Linked DNA regions of Mus musculus: region 1 is linked to region 2. A link is a contact called in public HiChIP or PLAC-seq data. All regions are on one chromosome and are shown on one strand. Each heading gives the region's core, a stretch centred on a gene start, on an enhancer-like site or on the middle of the called end of the contact. The rest is flanking DNA. Distances are from core to core; before and after follow the strand shown. Region 1 holds the start of 5033406O09Rik (RIKEN cDNA 5033406O09 gene). Region 2 overlaps Ppp1r13b (protein phosphatase 1, regulatory subunit 13B).

Region 1 (4,910 bases), core at 553-3,052, 100 kb before region 2:
AGCACTCCCAAAGCCCAGGAAGCCAGAGTGTGACGTCACAGCGGTGATGTCACCAGCCAGCAGGGATAGGAAGCATCTGCCAGGTCCCCAGCAGCCAGCCCTGTGCTTCTCCGTTCATCCTCTGTCCCTCTGTCCACCATGCGTGCTGTAGTTTACCCTGGGCACCGTGGCTGGCTGGGAATAGCTGAGTGAGGGCCTTGTCTAGTCTAGTAGGACACAGTGTGTGGTTCAGAGCTGGCAGGCGGGGCCTGGGCGGCTAGGGGGCGGGGCCGTGCCTGGGACCGCCCTCAGGAAAGGCCTCACTGAGCAGTTGGTGGTGTCTGCTTTGGGGCTTTGCAGGGCTGTGGGCCAGAAAAGATTCCATTATGAACTGTAAGCTTTTGTGAATGTGGAAGGTTTGTAACTAGTTAGGCATTCTTTCCCACCCCCCCTTCCCGCCCAACCCCATCACACATACAATGGAGGTGGCTCTGGTCTCAAAGTTCCTTGGGAAGCCAGGTTCCCAGATGAGAACCAGAGTTGAGCAAACAAGTTCCAGGGGATATGAGGGAGGGGGACCTGGTGAAAGCCTGGCAGTGTCCGCGGGCACCTTTCCGTGGAGTTCTCAGACATGTCGCTATTGCACCCTGCTCTGTGCCTGCATGCTCCTCTGTGTTCAGAGAAGTGAGGAGGAAGAGGAGGATGCCCTCTGGGCTGAAGAGGAGTAGCTAGGGGTGCCACTTAGTGGAGCTTGGTATGAGGGCTGCCCCGAGGCCTGACCTGCTTCCATGGCTGGGGCATATCAAGGACAGCACGGGAAGCGGGCTTAGCCTTTACTTCTGGCAGGGGCAGCCTCCTACAGCCTCGCAGTGGGTGAGGACCCCATCCAAGGACGGTATGCAGGGACTGAGTGCCCCCTCAGTCTCTCCCTCAAGGCCCACGTGCAAGCCATCAGGAGTCTTCCCCCCAGGGTTCATTCAGCTTTGGGATACATCAGGTCTCCAGAGCGACCTGGAAGAGTGCCTGGCCCTCACTCCCACCCCTACATCCCACACAGGAAGCATCTGGGGAAACAAGATAAGCAGCATGCCGGGTGGTCACAGCAGCTGGGGGTGGGGTGGGGGGAGGGCAGGCCGGCTGGGTCAGCAGCTCTCTTGTCCAGCTCTTACCCAGACCTACCCTACAGTTCACACCGAGCGAGGCTCCCCAGAAGTGTGTCGTGGATGGTCTTCAGGTGGGGAAGGACTGGGGTTCATGGCATTTCTCTCTACCAGGGTCTTAGTTGAGCTGTGATTTTAGTAAATTATGATTGGGCAAGTCATCCCATCATGAGGTGGCACCAACAACAACATCGCCCACACACACTGGTGCCTAAAGGACTTTATCACTCGGCCACATCACCTCTATAACCAAAAAAATAACAAGGCACTTCAAAACCAATAAAGTGACAGTCCCCAAGCCCAGCGGGCTGCAGATGATATCTTATCAGGGCAGAGTTGAACTCCCATTCGGGTCAGGGTCCAGAGGCTCCAGGCTACCAGCCTCACAAGGGTTGTGACCTTGGTGACCAGTCTCATGGGCCTCCAGGGAGGCTACCTGGTGACTCAGCCTCTTCCTACAGCCCTGTAAATAGCCAGAGTCCATCCACACGGAGGCTGTGTGAAACTGCCTCCACCAGGAAGGGAAGTTTTAACTGGCCCAGAACCCCACAAAGCCCCAAAGCAGACACCACCAACTGCTCAGTGAGGCCTTTCCTGAGGGCGGTCCCAGGCACGGCCCCGCCCCCTAGCCGCCCAGGCCCCGCCTGCCAGCTCTGAACCACACACTGTGTCCTACTAGACTAGACAAGGCCCTCACTCAGCTATTCCCAGCCAGCCACGGTGCTCAGGGTAGACCGCAGCACGCATGGTGGACAGAGGGACAGAGGATGAACGGAGAAGCACAGGGCTGGCTGCTGGGGACCTGGCAGATGCTTCCTATCCCTGCTGGCTGGTGACATCACCGCTGTGACGTCACACTCTGGCTTCCTGGGCTTTGGGAGTGCTGGTTCTGGTGATAACCACTTCCTGCTCCCGGCCAGGGTGACTCAGGACTTCCTTCTGCTCCCGGAGTCATCACTGAGCCTGGCTCTCCTGTATCCTCATCTAGGTAGGGCTGGGGGAGGAGGGACTCGTGGGTCCCTGAAAGCGGGATGAGCATGGCCAGGGCCAGTCTGTGGCATCTGTTGCTGTCTCCTAGGGAGACCTTCTTTCTGCAGAGTGGGGCCTCCACAGTCTGCACAGCTCGGCTCCCCATTCTCTCGTGAAGGTAGGCCAGGAACTGGGTTTCCTAATGAGTGACCAGGAAAACGGAACTTTCAAGGGGCGTGTCTGTTTAATGAGGAATCAGCCTGAATGGAAGCCAACCCAGTGCCTTTCCAGGTAGGCAGGCCAAGGCCAGAGGAAGGAAAGCTGGGTCTCTGTTGGAGCAGGAGGGCAATATGGCTTAGGCTTGGGGAGAGAACACAGGTGCCACCGTAGCCACAGTGTCCATGAGCCCCATCCCCCACCATGCTGGCCAAAAAGAAACAATTGATGAACAGAAGGGAGGAAAGATGCCTCCAGCAAAATCAGGCAGGAGGAGACCAGAGCTGTCATTGCGCTCTCTGTCCCCAGCAGGCCGAGCTCGCACTGTCATGGGGTGGAGGAGGCTCAAGCCGCCCTAATTAGAATATCAGTTAGACCCTGCTTTTCCTGACCTGCTGCTTCGAAAGCTAATTCTTTGTGCTTCCACAAGGCAGGCCCTACAGGGACAGAGGGGCTTAGGAGGCACAGCCAGAGGGCTCAGGCTCTCAAAACCCAGGTCTGCCTTGCAGGGCCAGTTTTGGGCCTTTAGTCTGGGATGGACAGACGGCTGGCCATCCTCATGAATCGCCATGGTGCCCAGTCTGGACGGTCCATGCGGCCCAGAGCAGAGGGAAGGGGGCTCAGCAGTGATGAAGATGGCTACAGGAATGTGCAGGCCCAGCCTCCTGTGGTGGGGAGTCCAGAGCTGCTCAGACTGACTGGAATTCCTGTTGCTCATGCACGCTTCTGGCTTCTTTTTCGGTTCTAGGTACAAGCTGTTGTCATGAAGCCTGGAGTTTTTCCGAGATGCCAGAGGCAGCAGCGCAGTGCTCTTGTTTCTCATCTAAACCTGTCCCTTTCTCAGAACAGAGCCCGCGTGTGTGATTCCTTCGTGGTCCCAGAGCGGGTCATCTTGCTTGCAGGGTAGCCTTGGGGCACCACTGCTTGTCAGGGTTGAGCAGAAAGGCAGACCAGAATCCTCTGAGTCCCCCTCCCACTTCCAGCTGGTTGACTGACATTCCACCCGACCAGAAGGAACCAGAGGAGGAAGAAGGCCTGAGAAACTGGAGGGAGGCTGCTCAGGCGGTTCTGTAGAATGTTCTAGAATACCTAGAAAAAAAAAAATAAAGCACCCAACAGGCTGAAGCAAGGAAATTACTGTAGGTAGTGAGTTCTTGGCCAGCATGGGCTACATGGGTGTAACTCTGCATAGAATAACCAACCAACCAACCAACCACCAAGGCTGGAAAACTGGCTTGGCAGTTAAGGGCAAGTCCTGCTCTTGGAGAGGACCCAAGTTTAGTGCCCAGCATCTACACCGGGTGGTTCACAACCACCTGCATCTCTGGAGAACACAAAAACTTCTTTTTCGTGTGTGGTTTTGTTTGTTTGCTTGTTTGAGACAGGGTCTCCTTGTAGCCCACCTGTACTGGAATTCACTCTGTAGACCAAGCTGGTCTAGAACTCAGATTTGCCAGCCTCCTGAGTGCTGGGATTAAAGGCATGCGCCAGCACTGCCCAGCTTCGACAATGTCTTTTGGCCTCCATGAATACTTTAAGTCATATGTGTGCACACACGAGAACACATGTGCTCTTGCACATACACACTCACACACACCAATAAAAATCTTAACAAGAAAAAACCATCCCGAGCACTAATTCTTAGGGCCTGGACTTTGGGTTGGGGAGCCAGGTTTGCACTGCAGCGGGGCTGGCCCTCACTTCCAGGCTGGGGAAGCTATCCAGCTCTTCCAGCTTCTCCTCAAATGGGCCACGGCCATGGTAGAAGACAGACCTCCTTCATGCAGCAGCACGGAAGCCAGCTCTGGAAACACCTACCCGGGGAAGGGAGGGATCCAGCTCCAGGGGCTGCCTTAGGAAGGCAGGACGACTCGCCTGAGATCACACAGGACCATCAGGACCGTCGCAGGGTCTGTAGATATATGTGTATTTCTCCTGAAATCGGGGAAAATAAACTCATTTTCTGAGGAAAATGTTTATAAATGTGTGATGTTGACATATTTGTCTTTCTAGTGTTACATAGCAGACTGGGAATCACAATGGAGGCGCTCACACGTGTCACTCACTGACAGACTTTGCCAACCCCAAACCAGCTGTTATCTAACCTAAGTGACTGGAAGCTAACCAATCAGTATGTCTCCACCGCTCCCTATCCCTGTCTCCTCTACAGGAAAAATAACTTTGAGATAAACCATTCTGATTTGGGGGATGTGCCTGTTCTGTTGACCTTTCTCCAAACTTAAATCCAAAACCGCAGGACACTGGCACACGAGTAGGTTTTATTTTTATGAAATGAGGTTCTGCTCCATTCTGTAAATGGAAAGTAAATCCAATTAAGATCTTGACACTTAAATTTGCTGTAACTTGGGCTGGCAAGATGGCTCAGTGGGTAAGAGCACTGATTGCTCTTCCAAAGGTCCTGAGTTCAAATCCCAGCAACCACATGGTGGCTCGAAACCACCGGCAATGAGATCTGATGCCACTCTTCTGGCAACAGAAGACAGCTACAGTGTACTTATTTATAATAATAAATAAATCTTTGGGCCAGAGTGAGCAGGGACTGAACGAGTAGAGTTGACCAGAGTG
Region 2 (5,112 bases), core at 131-2,630:
TTTCCTGGATTTTTTAAAATATAAACTTAATTATGGTTTTTTATAGGGCACAGTAATAATTTGATGAATGTATATTACGTGTATTGCTTAATCAGGAAGTTCATAATTCTTTCTCCTTAAACTTAAAATTTTGATAAATTATGGTGATTTTTGCATATGTATGGCATTTGGTTTGTCTGTGAATAGCTCTGGACCTTTCTGTTATGGGTGATGGATTTTGTGAGGTTGCTCCAGGGGCTATAATGAGTAGTCTGGTTTTGTTAAACTACGTAAATTTCATCCATGCATTAAGATGACCATACTGCCAGGTATGGAGGCACATGCCTGTAATCCCAGCCCTTGAGAGACTATGCAGTAGCCTCATCTCAGCAGCCAGTCACTTAGGTCACACAGGTGCTTCTCTTGCTTGTCTGTGAACTCTGGGCTGTTTGTGTTTGTCTGTTTGATGTTACAGCAATGGGTAAGACCTTCACAACAAAGCTTTTATCTTGCTCTCTGGGATCTGAAGTGCTTTGACCAAACTAGCTTTTAAATGGATGCCCCTAAGGACTATTCAGTAGCTAATGGAAGCATAGTCACTGACTTGTGAGGAGTCACATCACGGCTGTCAAAGCCTGCTGGTGTTTTGCAGCCAGGTAGGCTAGAACACCCGCACAGCAAACCTAACAGAGTTTCTTCATCCCTAGCTCTTGGGAGGAAAAAACTCTGTTTTGGGTTATACATATACTGTATCTTTATTATTTTATTTTATGCATACTCTTTAATCCAAGGCTAGCATAAATAGTACCAGAATTGAGTGTAAGAATAGAAATGAAGGCAGAGTATGTTCTTTAAATAACCTGTTTTCTGTTTTGGTCATTACAGCTGCTGAGATAGAAAGGTTCAGTGCCATGTTCCAGGAGAAGAAACAGGAAGTTCAGACTGCAATCTTACGAGTTGATCAGCTTAGTCAGCAACTAGAAGATTTAAAGAAAGGAAAACTGAATGGGTTCCAGTCATACAATGGCAGGTTGACAGGGCCAGCAGCAGTGGAGTTGAAACGACTCTACCAAGAGCTGCAGGTAAGAGCCTGGTCTGGGGTGGTTAACTGCACATATCCTCCTTCTGACTTTCTGTGTAAAATGTCAGGGGTATTCAGAGCCTGGAAACAGACTCGCTGACCCTAACTTCATAGTAGTTCTGACCTCGTGTGCATGTAAATGCCTCCAAGGGTTGCACTCCTATCTGCTCAGCGCAAGCGAGGGCTTTGGACTGACTTAGGGAGACAAACCAGTCATATTTCAGCCTTCAACGTTTCCATCCCTCAGGCTTGGAGAAATGTTCAGAGCTCTTAAGCACTTCCTGGTTTTGCAGAACACCCAAGTTCACTTTCTACCACTACATGGTGGTTCACAAACATGTGTAACTCCACCATGGGAACTGCTGCCCTCTTCTGCTCTGCAGGCACTATGCGTACATAATGCACATGCCGTTCACCCAGCACGCGAGCGCGCGCACACACACATGTATACACATGGCATGAACTTACATAAACACACACTTACACATAAATAAAACAATAATAAAATGTCAGTTACAGCTCGGCAATTTAAATACTATATTTGGAATTTAGGGTTGTCTCTGTGACCCTCCAGTTACCTCCGTGGTTGAAGTTCCTCATTCAGGGGCTGGGGTTTGCCTCCTGGGTTCTGATTGAGCTGCTGCGGGGGCTCCCAGGACTCAGAGTGCTGTTGGCCCTTGGCTTGCTTGTGCTTTGAAGAGGATGAGTGGTTAAAGATGTTTGTCCTGGTGATGTCCCATAAAAACTCAGCTGGGCTGGAAGAGCATGACCTTAGGCAAACAAGCTGCCTCTGTCCTGGCTGCCTGTGCTGTGCCTGCTCACGTGGGCAGCCCTGCAGACATTCAAACACAAAGCCACACTTCTGTCTTCCCTCTACTCCCTTCTCTTTCCTTCTCTCCCTGGAAGTGAGAATTTGACCCTTTTTGTCACTTTCTTCCTCCCTCCTCCCTTTTGCCCTTCCCCCTCCCTTCTTCTCTCCCTCCCTCCCTCCCTTCTTTCCTTCTTTTTGTTTGTTTTTAACACGGAGTCTCTCTGTGTATGCCTGGCTGTCGTGGAACTCAACCTGTAGACCAGGCTGGCATCGAACTCAGAGATGTGCCTGCCTCTGCCTTCTGCCTCTGCTGGGACTAAAGGCCTGTGATACCATGCCCTGCTAAGAATTTGACCTTTTAACTAATATAAATATAGTTTTTCCATTAGAAAGTGCTCCACTTATTAAAATCATGGGAAACATTCTATCCATAAATTATGTTTTCTGTAACAACTGGAGGGTAAGGGGGGGGGTCTTGTTCTTGAAAAACACAATAAATATTAAAAGGTGCAGAGTTTTGTGCTTCTAGATTACTTTGCCAGGAATCAAAACTTAGAATTAAGTATTCACCAAAGTAGACATTAAAAAAAGTGTCATTTTCTCTTCTCTTACATCCACAACTGCCTATCAGATAAGCTAGACTAAGTCAGAACAGCCCAACAAGAAACAGAAAATACTGTTAGGAGATCTGAGGTTGTCATGTAAGCTGTTCCTTGCTGACCCTATTATTCTATAACCCTAATAAAGGTGGGGTGGGTTGTTTGTTTTTTGAGATGGGGTTTCTATGTGTTCCCTGGCTGTCCTGGAACTCTCTCTGTAGACCAGGCTGGACTTTAACTCATAGAGATCCACCTGCCTCTTCCTCCCGAGTGCTAGAATTAAAGGTGTGTTCCACCACTGGCCTGTTCCTTATATAACAAAATCAATCAAATACATTCAGAAATGGTTACAGACTGTAAAGGTGGATTGGTTTGTTTATTGCGAGTGGATTTCATATGTTCCGTGTAGGCCCTGAACTTAGTGTGCATGTAGCCAAGGCTAGCCTGAAATTCCACATCCTCTTGCTTCCATCTCCCTAGTGTTAGGATTGCAGGCATGAGCTACCTTCCCCCGCTTGTTCATTATCAGTGTAGCTTGGTGTTTCCATTGATCTCAGAGACTCTTCAGCATCAGCCATTTTATCACGTGCCTCTTGCTGGTAGTTCTCAAGTCTGCTGCTAAGTTTTGAAAAACAAACAAATTATCTACCAGGAACTCTTTTTATTTTATTAATTTTTTTTAATTGGGAGACAGTATCTCACTGTGTAGCTTGGGTAGCTTGGAACTCACAGATAGCCACTTGCCTCTGCTTCCAGACTGCTGGGATTAAAGGTGTGCATCTCCACATGAAGTTCCTGAAAGCTCCTGACCAGGGGCTTTCTGGAATGTCCCGGTCTATTTTGTGGAGATTACACTTTTTAAAATGTCTTTGTTGTTTGGATTTATGTAGTGTGAATTCCTTGCAGCTGTATGAGTGGCCACCACGCTGTGGCCAGGGCAGACTGGCCCTAAAGAGACACAACACTTATTGATTCACCTACTGGACACCTAACAGTTGTAGTTAACGCAACTGTTAATTTATATCTTCTGCTTTGCAGATTCGTAACCAGCTTAATCAGGAGCAGAATTCCAAGCTCCAGCAGCAGAAGGAGCTCTTGAACAAGCGCAACATGGAAGTGGCCATGATGGATAAGCGGATCAGTGAGCTGCGGGAGCGCCTGTATGGCAAGAAGATCCAGGCACGTGGGGACCTGCTGCATTCCTAGGAGGTGGAGGCAGGAAATTTGTAAATTAGAGGCCAGTCTAGGCTATGTAGGGAAATCATGTCTCACCAACAATCTTGAACAAAATGCTATATAGAGTTACATTTTAAAAAATATTTGCTATTCTAAATTTCAAAGGTAGTAAATGGTTTGAGGAAAAGCTGAACTAGTACAGGAATATTCACAGGGGAATATGGTAGTCTTCCCCCTGTTCTCCAGGACTGACAGCTGCTAATGGTTCTAGTCCTCTGCTTAATTCAGACACAAAGGTGTAGAGGTGTGTGGGAGATTAAATGGAAATGGGATTGTGGCAAGTGTGTTAAGCAAAAAGTCTGTACCTTTTTAAAAAAAAAACAACATGGTGATTTATCAGATCACTGCCACATTCTTCTAACATCTAATGGTGTACCGTGGTCCAGAGTCTGCCTGTCCTTCACCCTCTGAGTCTTGCTGCCTCTCAGTGTGAGTGAGAGTAAGCACTATGCCCTGTGTCGACCTGGATGCTACATGCAACCCTCACACCTCATGGGCACCTAGGGCTGAGTGAAGAGCCATCCATTCTGCCCTCGTATTAGAGAACAGGACAGGTGCCCACCTGCCAGGTGTCTCCATGGACACACTGAGACAGTCGGGACAGAGGTGTCTGAATGATGCTCTGAGGAGGCAGGTGGGCCTCATACCTTGAGTGGATTTGAAGGAAGGGGCAAACAGGAACTATGCTGTAACAGTGTTTCTCGTAGAGCTACCTTGTGTGTTAAACCTGAGTTCAAAGGTCAGTAATTTAGTAACTACAGATTCAGATAATGTTTTTCTCTCAAGATTAACAACATGGAGGCCATGAGAGGCAAGATTCCCTGTGTTTGTTTATATTGAGTAGTGGGGAGAGTTATCCAGAGAGGAGGAGAAAGGAGGGAGATAAAGAGGAAGAGAAAGATTCCTTCAGGGATTGCATATGTGGGTTCTTTCTTCCTTAGACTTTTATTTTATGTACATTTGTGCACCATTTGCACACAGTGCCCACAGAGGCCAGAAGAGGGTGTCGGATTCTCTGGAACTAAACATGGGTCCTGGGAATCAAATCAAGGTCCTAGCAGAGCAGCCAGTGCTCGTTACTGCTAAGGCAGCTCTCCAGCCTGGCTACCTGCTGATCAAGGCTGGCTGCTCCAGTCCCCTCTCTGGATGACCTCAGTTTTTCTCAAGGCATTGCCCTGGTTGAGCGAGACCCACTCATCTTAGAGTCAATTAAATGTTGATCTTCTCTTAAAAAGACCTTCCTGGCAACATCTAAATTACTGTTTGAGCGCATATTTGTGTACCCTGGCTTAGCTAAGATGTTTAAAATTACACCACCACCCCAAAACCCAAATAAAGGGGAGAAAACCCAAACTCTCACAGGACTTGTTACCAAGCCTGACAACACAAGTTCAAACCCACATAGT

The links. HiChIP or PLAC-seq counts read pairs in DNA pulled down with a chosen protein or histone mark.
Region 1: an H3K27ac HiChIP or PLAC-seq map of the HPC-7 cell line shows a contact between it and region 2, with 6 times the contacts expected there. The contact joins the promoter of 5033406O09Rik here to the enhancer-like site in region 2. A contact is called at or near these places in 10 of 39 promoter capture datasets (the 3T3-L1 cell line, the HPC-7 cell line, cranial neural crest and 7 more), 1 of 15 datasets of contacts at CTCF or cohesin (large pre-B cells), 4 of 484 Hi-C or Micro-C datasets (the HPC-7 cell line, bone marrow-derived macrophages, embryonic fibroblasts and 1 more), 7 of 115 datasets of contacts at active chromatin or transcription factors (the HPC-7 cell line, bone marrow-derived dendritic cells, embryonic stem cells and 4 more) and 4 of 9 other capture datasets (adipose tissue, embryonic stem cells, liver and 1 more).

The regions. Positions count from the first base shown.
Region 1 is chr12:111,941,374-111,946,283 of GRCm38.p6, reverse strand. 5033406O09Rik (RIKEN cDNA 5033406O09 gene) reads left to right here and starts at 1,802. Exons shown (of 3, transcript NR_029464.2): 1 at 1,802-2,127; 2 at 2,218-2,399; 3 at 3,073-4,293. Gm36757 (a long non-coding RNA gene) reads right to left here and starts at 326. Exons shown (of 3, transcript XR_003950158.1): 1 at 1-326.
Region 2 is chr12:111,839,494-111,844,605 of GRCm38.p6, reverse strand. Ppp1r13b (protein phosphatase 1, regulatory subunit 13B) reads left to right here. Exons shown (of 17, transcript NM_011625.1): 7 at 865-1,061; 8 at 3,509-3,649. Among named protein-coding and RNA genes, the nearest start is that of Zfyve21, 28 kb to the right of the region's middle. Within about 2 kb of position 1,380, at least 29 of the 459 cell types and tissues checked have an H3K27ac peak or open chromatin away from gene starts, as enhancers often do. A contact at or near this core is called in the HPC-7 cell line, bone marrow-derived macrophages, liver and 1 more, where this site is marked.